2 separate regions of the Mus musculus genome follow, and region 2 is linked to region 1. Evidence: chromatin contacts called from public HiChIP or PLAC-seq data. All regions are on one chromosome and are shown on one strand. Each heading gives the region's core, a stretch centred on a gene start, on an enhancer-like site or on the middle of the called end of the contact. The rest is flanking DNA. Distances are from core to core; before and after follow the strand shown. Region 1 holds the start of Unc5b (unc-5 netrin receptor B). Region 2 holds the start of Neurog3 (neurogenin 3).

Evidence for each region. HiChIP or PLAC-seq counts read pairs in DNA pulled down with a chosen protein or histone mark.
Region 2: a contact with region 1 is called in an H3K4me3 HiChIP or PLAC-seq map of embryonic stem cells, with 6 times the contacts expected there. The contact joins the promoter of Neurog3 here to the promoter of Unc5b in region 1. A contact is called at or near these places in 2 of 39 promoter capture datasets (embryonic stem cells and hippocampal neurons), 1 of 484 Hi-C or Micro-C datasets (embryonic stem cells) and 1 of 115 datasets of contacts at active chromatin or transcription factors (embryonic stem cells).

The regions. Positions count from the first base shown.
Region 1 is chr10:60,829,818-60,835,533 of GRCm38.p6, reverse strand. It overlaps Unc5b (unc-5 netrin receptor B), which reads left to right and starts at 3,953. Exons shown (of 17, transcript NM_029770.3): 1 at 3,953-4,447. The coding sequence starts at 4,369.
Region 2 is chr10:62,130,185-62,135,460 of GRCm38.p6, reverse strand. It overlaps Neurog3 (neurogenin 3), which reads right to left and starts at 2,371. Exons shown (of 2, transcript NM_009719.6): 1 at 2,134-2,371; 2 at 698-1,999. The coding sequence starts at 1,998. The coding sequence ends at 1,354.

The DNA.
Region 1 (5,716 bases), core at 2,704-5,203:
CTTACTATCTAGGTCTCATTGCCTTCATCTGTGAATGGGGTCCCCCACAGCACCATGTGTGTGGCTAGCATGTGAAGGATTTAGGCCAGGATCAGCATTGAATATGCTAATATTATGGCAAATTGAAGGACTTCAACCATAGACACTTCCTTTTCTGCAGCTTACAACTGACTTAGGGTTCTTCTGTCCCGGACTAATCAGGAGAAGCCTCGTGAACATTATTCTGAACTATTCCCACTCACAATCCCGCATACCCCCGACTTTTATCACCCAGGGGAGAGAAATATCTCTTGGGAGAAGAGTGGACAGAGACAGTCAGTTAGCCTACTCTGCTTGCTGCGGCGCCAAGGAAGCTGAGGCTGCAGTGCGCCGCCTAGTGGCATCCGCGAGCATGGCCAGTGCTGGAGATGCCCTGTCCAGGCTGCTAGCCACTGTTTCAGGGAGCCCCAAAGGCTGCTTTCAAATTATAATTGTTACGAAATAGGGAGCTGTTACTCAGCTAGCTCAGAGTGAGTATGCATATTCCTTTTAGTCCTGAGAAGTGGTGATTATTTCCTTTTTGCAACGGAGGGGACTGAAGCCCGGAAAGGTTAAGTAAGATCTCTCAGCAAGCAGGTAAGAACAGCAGGGAGTCGGGATGGGAGCAGTGGTTTGGGCGGGGACCTGGGGCCTGCATCCATCCTCTGGGGTCCACCTTCCAGTCCTACACGCTATCATGTTAAGAGTGGTCCGGTCCCCGAAGCATCTGCAGCCACCATTAAGGGTGAAGACTGGCCCAAGCTATCAAAGCAGTTGTGCCCCAACAAAGGCTTCCTGCCTCCAGCCTTAAACACTCCCCTCTCCTGGTACATCCCAGGACATCGCCGCAAAACCTCCAAGACATGCAGGTAGAGCGTTGAGACTCCTTCTCAGGGCCATTGTAGGCGTTGGATCAACAGCCTCTCTTTTTCTCTCGCCTCCTAATGCATCTGACTGTGTGCAGGAAATTGTATTGACATGCCATGATAAATAGGAAAAAACGGAGGCCAGCCTTGGCAATCCTTGTTCTTAACTAGAAGTAGCGCCCCCTCCCCCTGCCCTGACTGAGTGCCAAGGCACAGGGTATGACGATGCTTCTGGAAAGTTTTGTACAACGTCTCCACTGTGTTACTGCTAGGGCTGTGGGGCCTTATACATGGGAGGGACGTGGTCATTCTCAGTTGAGGACCAAAGATGAGGTTCCCTGAACTACCGGGGTTAGTGGGGCGCTGGGGCTTGCTGCAGGTGGCTGAAAAATCTCCCTGAGATTTAACATACGTAGGGCCAGAGGAGATAACGGAGATTCCTTCAAAGGGCTGACGCTAGTTCCAAAGAGACAGACCTCCATGAGCAGATGTTAAGAGGGGAGAAATTGGCTAATGGAGAAAGGCAGAAGAGACAAAAGGACAAACAGTCATGAAAGAATATGAATCCTTTTAAAAAGATTTATTTAGGGGCAGGGAGAAAAAAAAAAGAAAAAATATTTCTTTTATTTTATGTATAGAGTGCTCTATCTGCATATACACCTGAGTACCAGAAGAGAGCACCAGACCCCAGGATAGATGGTTGTGAGCCACCATTTGGTTGCTGGGAATTGAACCCAAGACCTCTGGGAAAGGAGACAGTATTCTTAACCACTGAGCCATCTCTCTAGCCCATGAATCTGTTTTTTTTTTTTTTTAAATCTAGTTTCCACTCTGTTATAGTGTGTGTGTGTGTGTGTGTGTGTGTGTGTGTGTGTGTGTGTAACTGAATAAAAACTGTACTTGACAGTAAAAGTTCAGAGCCCCAAGGAGGCCCCACGGCCTCAGACTGGACATTCTAAATACAGAGATGTTCACAGAGACAGATAGAGCCCAGAAGCAATGGCGCAAGGGTTAGAGTGGCTGCCGTGAGCTAGCTGTGTGATGCTTTTATTTGTGAGTTAATTAGAATAAAGTCGCCTTTGCTTTTTTAAAATAGAACTTCCAGACTGAAGGGTGGGTAGGGGCTAGGTAGGAAGAAGGGAAATACTTAATATTCTTGCACCCCTTTCACCCCAGAAGGAATTAAGCAATGTCTAAAGAAAAACACTTTCTATCCCAGTGGGGGAGTGTGAACCTGAGGCATCCACTGAGCTCTCAGGCACAGCACCCTTGACCTCATCGACCGGGTCTCCGGTCTGAACATGGGATGTGAGTGTTGGTACCCAGGCATCCCAGGCGGGTGTTTCCTGCCAGTCTTTAAATATCCAAATACCTGTTTGCCTTTCCAGTCAGATGTCTCTGTGTGTGCGCCTGGAGCTATGTTTGGGGTTTTTAATCTCACAGGCTTTGGTCTATGGGTGTTTTTCTAGGTGGATGTCTGTTTGTACACAGGGTGTTTCAGGAAAGGTCATCTTGCACCTGTGCGTCTCTGTTGTGTATTTACTTGTGTGTTCCTTTGCAGGTATGTGTAACTGTCCGAGGGGCGTGTATCGCTGCGTGCTTGCGGTCTGGAATGGGTGGAACAGGCTGGGTGTGCTCAGCCACTGCTGTTGCTCATGCTGTTCCAGGCCAGGATAAAAATAGCCCGTTTACCTTTGCCCACAGAAACCAAAGTCCTGCCTTGGGCGTTCACTCCACCCGGATTCACCCTACTGGGCCTGGGTGGCCAGCCATGATGTGGGGCGTCACCTATAGCCACAGCCTTCTATAGATCTCCAGTCTTCATTTTGTGGAGTTGGGATAGAGGGGGTGTCGAGAAATCCCGCTTTCATTGCCTCCCTCTCCCCCAAACACAGCTAGCATGGATCTTCTTGCTTCTCTGCCCTCACACCACCAACCTCTTAGTCAGCAACTATGGCTCCCAAACCTTTCTTCTCCAATCTAGGAAAAACTTGGGAATACTAGGTTCTTTTGGATACCTCCCACCCTCCCACCCTTCTACCCTCCTACCCGACTTCAGAACCTGGCTAGGCTGCTCTCTTCCTGAAGAAGAGGGCTGATCCAGATCTGCAAAGAGGAAAAGCTTAGGAGGTCAGCAGATAAGGGGTAGGGGCTGCTTCTTTATAGCATTATGGAATTAGCCCGTTAGTGGGCTCCCACATGGAAGTGCTGTGAGCTTCCTGTGAGCGGATGCACAGACATCTCCCAAGTCTCCTCTGGTCACGTAAGCTTATGGGCCCACCTCTGGGTGACAAGGACTTCCTTCAAGAACCTTGGGAAGGGATGCCACCATTTGTGCCCCCACTTTCTACCTATTTCCCACATTCTGCTCCTCAACCCCTTATGAGACAGCTAACATCATTCTTCCCCATTTCACAGGTGACAGTGATGGAGACAGCTAAGCAGCTCCTTCAAGGTCACGCGCTTAAGGAGCAGAACCAGAACCAAGTTTGTGCTCGGAGCAAAACACAGCAGCAGGTTCCCTCCCCACACACGTCCTTTTATTCAATTGGACTGGTTCACCATATCCTAGGATGAGCCATCCTTCCGGATCCCACGTAAAGAGTTCTGTCCTGGGTCGAGGAGAAAAACAGAACCAATCACGATCCTAACTCATGCCCAAATATCCACAGCTGGAACTCCCCAACTACATCCCCCGCTCCACCAGGACTTGAGTGTTTGACATTTTTTCTTAAACACCCCCATCCCCTTTTGAGACCGAATCAAAAGCGAAAGCTGATTCACACCCAAGCTAAGAAGTGTACGAATGTTTATTTCCTTTATTTTTGGAAAGAAAATCCGGTAGACTCCGCCGCTTTCAGCGGACCGGTTTTCCGGTGCTTTGGATCCTGCGTTCTTCAAGGATCCCCTCTGATAAGGCCCCAACTCGGCCGCGCCTACACAGCGGTAGGGTACCCCCCCTCGCTGGGCCCCGTGGCTCCGCCCCCGTCCTCCAGGCCCCGCCTTCTATCGCGTGAGGCCCCGCCCCGGCCCGCTGACTCTAGGGCGAGCGCGCGGCGGCGCTGGGCATTGTGGCCGGCGGCAGGGCGGGCGAGGGCGCGGAGCCGCGGGGAGCGGCAGGGCGCAGAGGGAAGCACACACCCCACTCGGACAGACTTCGCGGCGCGGCCGCTACGAGCGCCGCTGAGCGCACTCCACTGGGATCGCACAACTTCGGAGCAGGGCGCGGACGGCGCTCGCAGCGGGAGAGCGCGGAAAGGGCGCACCAGAGCCGGGATCCCCAGCGGCGTCCGACTCCCGGAGCGCTCCTAGTCGCCGGGCGGCCTCCCGGCGCTGCGCGGTTGCCTCTGCGCCTACGGAGGGCACGGGCTGGCGCTGCCGGGCGCCTGCGAGAACGGCGAGGCGGCGGCGAAGGCGAAGGCGGCGAGGCTGGGGACCGGGAAAGAACCCCGAGGGAGAGGCGCCCGGGCCGGGGGACAGGAGCATGAGGGCCCGGAGCGGGGTGCGGAGCGCGCTGCTGCTGGCGCTGCTGCTTTGCTGGGATCCGACACCGAGCCTAGCAGGTAGGTGCGAGAGGGAGTGGAACACAGGGATGCGGTCCTGGCGCGTCTCAGCGTCCAACTGCAAGTTCGGGTGGTTCTTGGCGGAGTCACTGCGCTCCGAGAACGCCGTGGACGCGTCCAAGTTAAAAGGCAGCTTCGGTGCTCGGGAGAGGGGGCGACGCGTGGCCACCTGGGGTGCCACGTAAGCTCGAAGCTCCCTGCTCCTGCCTCCAAGGGATAGTTGCTTCCCGTGGAATGGGGTCTGATTCACTTCCAAGTGACCCCTGACTATCACGGAAAAACTGTCACTGCCAGGGCCAGGTGTGTGTTCTCTGCGGTTCGCCTGCAACTTAGGTCTGAGTACAGGCTCCCGCGGGCTGCACGCGCAGCATTCTGAGGGTCGCGGACAGAGAGCAGGATACTGCGGAACCCTGGAAGCGCTTCTTCTCGGCCTTTGGGGAGCCGAGGCCCGAAGGCTTTAAGCTACTGAAGGGGGAGGGGCCGACTCCTGTACACCGTGATCTCCGGAGGTGCGGCGCGGGCGGGTATGAAAAGGTTTCGTGGTTGGTGGATTGTTTGGGGGTGAGTGTTGGCAGAGAGTGGAGGGGCGTAATGTATCTCCTTTCGACTTTGCCTATTTTCAATAGGTTATTGGTATTCTCAGTGTCCAGGTGAGCTCGCCTCTGCACTGCACCTGGACCCAGTAAAGATGCTCTTAAGAGGGTTTGGTGGACTCCTAAGTTTATAAAGTCCCCGATTCTCCTCTCATCGCGAAGATGGAAGTGTCTTGCTGGCTCTGTAGTAGCTCGGCTGGGCGTTGCAAAGTGGGCTGCGTCTTCCTTGGAAGGAAAAGTAGACACTCGCACCAACCTCTCTGGTACCCAAGCAGGTGAACTGCCGTTAGGGTGAATCGACTCCCGAAGCTGGTGCGGGGGCTGGAGGGCCACCCTAGACAAAGACCTCCCTGAGCAAAGGCTAAGAATGGGAAAAGGAAACTAGCAGAAAGTATTGAGTTGACACACACCCCACCACCCTCAGTGATGATGGCATCCTCTCTCTCTCCTCCCCACCTCTCTTTCTTCAAGAGCTAAAGGTCCCTCCTCTGTAACGAACGTTTCCCACGGCCGGAGCTTGCTTTTAACACATCCCCCCACTTTTTATTTCTCCCCAAGCTTTGTGCTGTAAAGTTACAACACTCAATCATTTGATCCGAGTTAATTATGATTTGGGCAGACTCGGGTATTTAAAGCAGTGTTTTGAAGTTGGAAGGTAATGATGGAGAAGGGGAGG
Region 2 (5,276 bases), core at 1,122-3,621, 1.3 Mb before region 1:
GCAAAATGTGCCTTAGGGGTAGAGTCTTTTTGGGTATCTCAATACTTTAGGGGAGGGATCCCTGGGGGTGGTGTTTCTAGGGACTCCTATTGTTACTTCTTTTCCTAAGGGCAGTGTAGTTCTAAATCCAAGCAGGTGTGTGTGTGTGTGTGTGTGTGTGTGTGTGTGTGTGTGTGTAGGGGTTATAAAATCACTAGCCCCAGTTAAGAGATTTGCCTTTCTTTTAAACTGCTGTTGGAAATAGGCAAGTCCCATAGAGAAAACAAGAGCCCCTGACTAAAGACTTCATACTCTCTGCCAACAGTCTGCCCCACCTCCAGCCCAGCACGGGAGGCAGAGAGGTCCCAGAGATTCCCTAGGAAAGTCTCCCCTTGCTCCTCTCCTCTCGCTCTGCAGAGTAGAATTACTCTAGACACCCCCAGCCTGGGCTGTCACCCTCCTCCCCTTCTCTGCGCACAATGGAGTCACCTTGTGAAGATTCTCGACGTTCATCTTTTATTTGTTAGCTCAAAATCTCAATCACCAGTCCTTGATACTCTTATGTACAAAATATAAACTCTCCTACCACGAAATAGCATCAATAAATACAAATGTGTAAAAATGGGGCAGGAGGCATATAATTTACCATAACAAAATTCATTTCAAAAGGCATTATATCATTTACAAACTGATTTCTTTTTCTTTTTTTTTCCTTTTTAGGGAGACAAACAGTGCTTCAGGAACCGTCCCTGCAACTCACACTTTAGACACGGGAGACAAGTTGGAGAGATGCTCTAGCCATAGGCTAGGGCTTTCCGGTTCACAGCCTGGTCTCCCTTGGGGGAAGGGTAACGACTTGAAAAGTGCAGAAGAAGGCAGATCACCTTCGTGGACTAAGGCAGAATGGAGAAGCTCAGAAACCCTGCATGTAGCGGGCAGTAAAGACGACGAACATCATCTATGGGCCAAGAGCTGGATGGAGGAGCCAGTGAGGTAAGACGCAACACTGGATTAGGTCACCCTGGAAAAAGTGATGGATGGTCGGAGGCCGGCAGATTTGAATGAGGGCAGACTCACCAGGAAGTATGGGAGTCTCCAACTAGGTAGTGCTACCATTCTCAAATGCTTGGAGCGAGAGTTTGATGTGGCTGCACCGAGGAGAGTTAAGAGAAGAGCAGCCCCCAATGTCTGCTGTGCGCAGCAGCAAGGGTACCGATGAGAAGCCTAGTTAAGCCCTGTGAGAGGGCTAGGGATCCAAGTAGTGAAAGCCAGAAGAGGCGAGATGCTTGAGAGCCTCCACTACCTCCCACTCCAGACGGCTCTGGTCCCCTCCCTTTCCACTAGCACCCACCACCCAGAGCCAGACAGGTCTCTTCACAAGAAGTCTGAGAACACCAGTGCTCCCGGGAGCAGATAGGATGGGGAGCTGGGCACCTGCAGGCCAGGGAATTCCTCCAATGAGGCCGTGGGGCTCAGGTTACCCGCTTGGGAGACTGGGGAGTAGATAGAGCCCCAGTCCCCGTTGGAGCCACCTCCGGGGCTCCCCAGCTCTCCACAGGGCACAGGGGGCTCCGGGCCATAGAAGCTGTGGTCCGCTATGCGCAGCGTCTGAGTCAGTGCCCAGATGTAGTTGTGGGCGAAGCGCAGGGTCTCGATCTTTGTAAGTTTGGCGTCATCCGGGAAGGTGGGCAGGACACCGCGCAGCGCATCCAGCGCCGAGTTGAGGTTGTGCATGCGATTGCGCTCCCGATCATTGGCCTTCTTGCGCCGGCTTCTTCGCTGTTTGCTGAGTGCCAACTCGCTCTTGGGCCTGTTGCGCCCTCCGCGTCGGGCGCGGAGCTTCCTCGAGGTCCCTCGGCAGTCACCCACTTCTGCTTCGGAGCAGTCCCTAGGTATGAGAGTGGGGCTAGGTGGGGTGGAATTGGAACTGAGCACTTCGTGGTCCGAGGCTCCGGGAAAAGGTTGTTGTGTCTCTGGGGACACTTGGATGGTGAGCGCATCCAAGGGATGAGGCGCCATCCTGCGGTTGGGAAAAAATGGAAGGTGTGTGTGTGCCAGCCTCTGACTTAGAGGTCACTGCACGGGGGACCAGAGTATCCCCCACACACACCCCGCGCGCCCCTCATCCACCCTTTGGAGTTTCCGAATTGTTACCTAGTTCTCCCGACTCAAAAGAATAGAGAGCAGCAGGTCAGTCAGTGACAAGCAGCAGTGGATAGGGTCAGTGTCAAGCAGCAGTGGATAGCTGAGCCTCTCTGCTCCCTCTGAAGTTCTGCTAAACTGCAGGCGCCCTCGCCTGGAGTAAATTGCGTCTGGAAGTCGTAGAAAAGCTCCGAGGAGGTACTCGACCACTGCTGCAGTGATGAGACCCAGAGGGATTTCTGAGCTGCATGCAAGTCGTGTGTCCCCTGGCACGCTTTATCTGCTCTGCCCCCGGCCAGGAGCGTGCCTGCCGGGCTGCTGCCTGCACCACGGGCCAATCAGCGGAGGGGGCCCAGGGGCTGCGCCACGCGAGCCCGCTCCTCCCCCCACAACCCCCACCCGCAGAGCACAGCTGGATTCCGGACAAAGGGCAGGGGTCGGGGGAGGGGAGCAGCACTCTGTTTGTTCCCCCACTCCACGCCTCCCCCGTCGCGGGCTCAGTCCCAGCAACTCTCGGTTCCTCAAAGAGCCTCGCCCAGCCAGAAGAGTCCCGTCCGGCCGCTGGGGAGAGCTTTGCCTTTTCCTCTTTCTTTTTGGCATGTGTCCAGACCCTTTCTTGGTAGCATGAAGGAGGTTTGGGGGTGCCTATATATATATAAGGAAGGCCTCTTCTTTGAGTATTACACATGGGGTCTTTTGGCTCAGAGAGGGAAACGGCTTGTCTAAATGAACCAGCGATCAAGGAGTCAAGTGTCTTCTTGGCTGGCAGCTGGGAGGAGCGCCCATTAGTTCAAAGTGCTATCCAGCTCTCCGCCACTATGGGTTGGGTCAGGAAATGTGTGTGCAACCATGTTTCACAGACTGACTCCATCCTGGGAAAGAGGACAGAGTGACCAGAGACGGTCCCTGCTCAAGTCCTTTCTACTCAGAAACTATTGCTTGGCCAGGTTCAATATCACCTTGGGATCCAACCCTCCAGCCCCCAGACCAGACCTTGAAAACCCCCACCATAGTCCTCATCCGAGACATTGGGTTCTATTCCGGAGGCGAGGGTGGTTGTAGAGAGAGTGCAGAGGGGGCATCTCATCACGCCCCGCCCCACTATGGATGCTATCGGGAAGGCCTGACCCGAGAGGCAGGTGATAGGGAAAGGTCAAGGAGGGACTTGTTCTCTGCTAGCCTTTTTTGTCTTTTCAATGCCTCCGTGTGCAGGCCCTGGGAGAAAAGCAGATCTACTTTCTGCCCCCTTTAGTGCCCCTGTCCAATCACAGACCAGAGAGGACTAGCAGCTTCACCTAGTCCTACTCCTTCCCGCCCCCTCCCTCCCCATCACTCCTGAACTGTGGGTGAGCCCAGGGCAGGGAGACTTCTAGTTTGTCCCTCTTAAGAGGTTATCTTAAGCTATCTGGAAATCTTTCCTGTGAGCCTTAAGACATTGTCCTTTCTTCCCTGCAGACCCGCCCTTCTTGTCCCTGACACCCCGTGGTCTTCTGTTTCCGGTCACTCAGGGTGAGGGGTTGTGGCTTCCGCTGATCTCTCTCTCTCTCTCTCTCTCTCTCTCTCTCTCTCTCTCCTGCCCTCCCTCCCTCCCTCCCCCCCCCCCCAGCTTTCTAGTCAGGATGTGCATGGGAGGAAGCTATGGCTGGGAGTTAAAGATTCTTGGCAGTAACTCTAAGCTTTCTAGTACGTTCTCTAACTCCGAAGCTCCTGGATATTGTAGAAGGGACCATACCCTGGCTGGGAGGCTGAAGGCGTAGAGTCAGGGTCGGGGTAGGTGTGTGACTTGACTCTATGATGACCACTGGCCGCCTGGGCTGCAAGGAAGAGGAGGGAGCACTACAAAATCCCCTGGGCAGAGGATGGCTTGCTTGGCACTCAGCAGGAGGGGAGGTGGTAGGATTGGGTGGGGGCATAACACTATCCCTAAAATGATCGAGAGTGAGGAGGGAATTCCTTCCCTACTGCAGAGAAATTGAATCTGCAGGCAAGGGTAGACCTTCCTGTGAACTGGGTCCTCAGGTTCTATCTCCTGCTAGTAGGCCTTCCTTTAGGTTGTGCCTTGCTTCAAGCAAGTGTCTTCTGGTCCCAGGAATGGAGGCGTAAGGCCCTTTTTACAGATGGAAAAGCCAAGTCCCCAGAAGGAAGTGATTTGCCCAAGGTCGCAGGGCAAATCCTATCAGAACTATGAAGAATCCAAAGCCTAAGACTCTGAGACCTAGATCACCCCCCGCCCCCTTGGATGGCATGATTTGCTTTGGGAAGAATGAGAGACACCCCCAAAATGCAGAGAATAGAGGCTGTTCCGAGTCTTTGAAAACTGGCAGGATTAGATGAGTGACGACTAATGACTAGCTCTCCTAGCCAGAGATGTGCTAGGCTTTTCTGCTTTTCTCTCCCAGATCACAGCTCTGCTTGAATTATTTCTCTGAAAAAGGAGAACCTGGGAAAGTGACTTAAAGGGCACCCCCATGGCTCTTAAAAAAAATGCAACCAGGCTCTGAGGGGAGGAACCCAGATTGTAAGAGACCCAAGCCACTGTGTGACTCCCTGGGCCTCAGAAGAGCTACATACACCTGTGGCTCTCATCTGCCTGTAGACTTGAAATGGAAATGGGACTGGTTGAGTCCTATCCCGTGAGACTAATGGGCTTTGGCTAGAACGCAGAACTTCCCGAGACAGAAAGAATTCTGGGGGGTGTAGCAAAAGTTTCTTAATAGGCAGAGACCATTTTGGAATTCTTGTACAGGCTTTCCAACATCTCTCCTGCTCAGGGACCTTCTGCGCTTGTAGGCTAGGCTGCCAGAAGTTGCTTTGCGTAAAAAGCAGAGTAAGGAGCGCACAGCGCTGTCTGAAAAATGCCCAAACTCCCTGCCGTTCTTCATTTAGCCAGGAGGCCAAGCTGAATGCCCGAGACTCTTAGAAATTTAGAGATTCAGGATCCACAACCTCTCCCTTAGCTGCAGGGGACTCACAGATCCCTATGCAAAGTTAATCCCCCATCCTTCGGAGGTGGAGGTCAAGGCGCAGTTGACTGCGCAGTGCGTGCCAATTGTGCTTGTAAATCGCCCTCTGCGCCCGCCCCCAGGACAGCCTGTTTTTACAGCGAGGGGTCATCCATCCACTGCCTCTGAGGCCTCCAAGACCCCTGTCCCCCT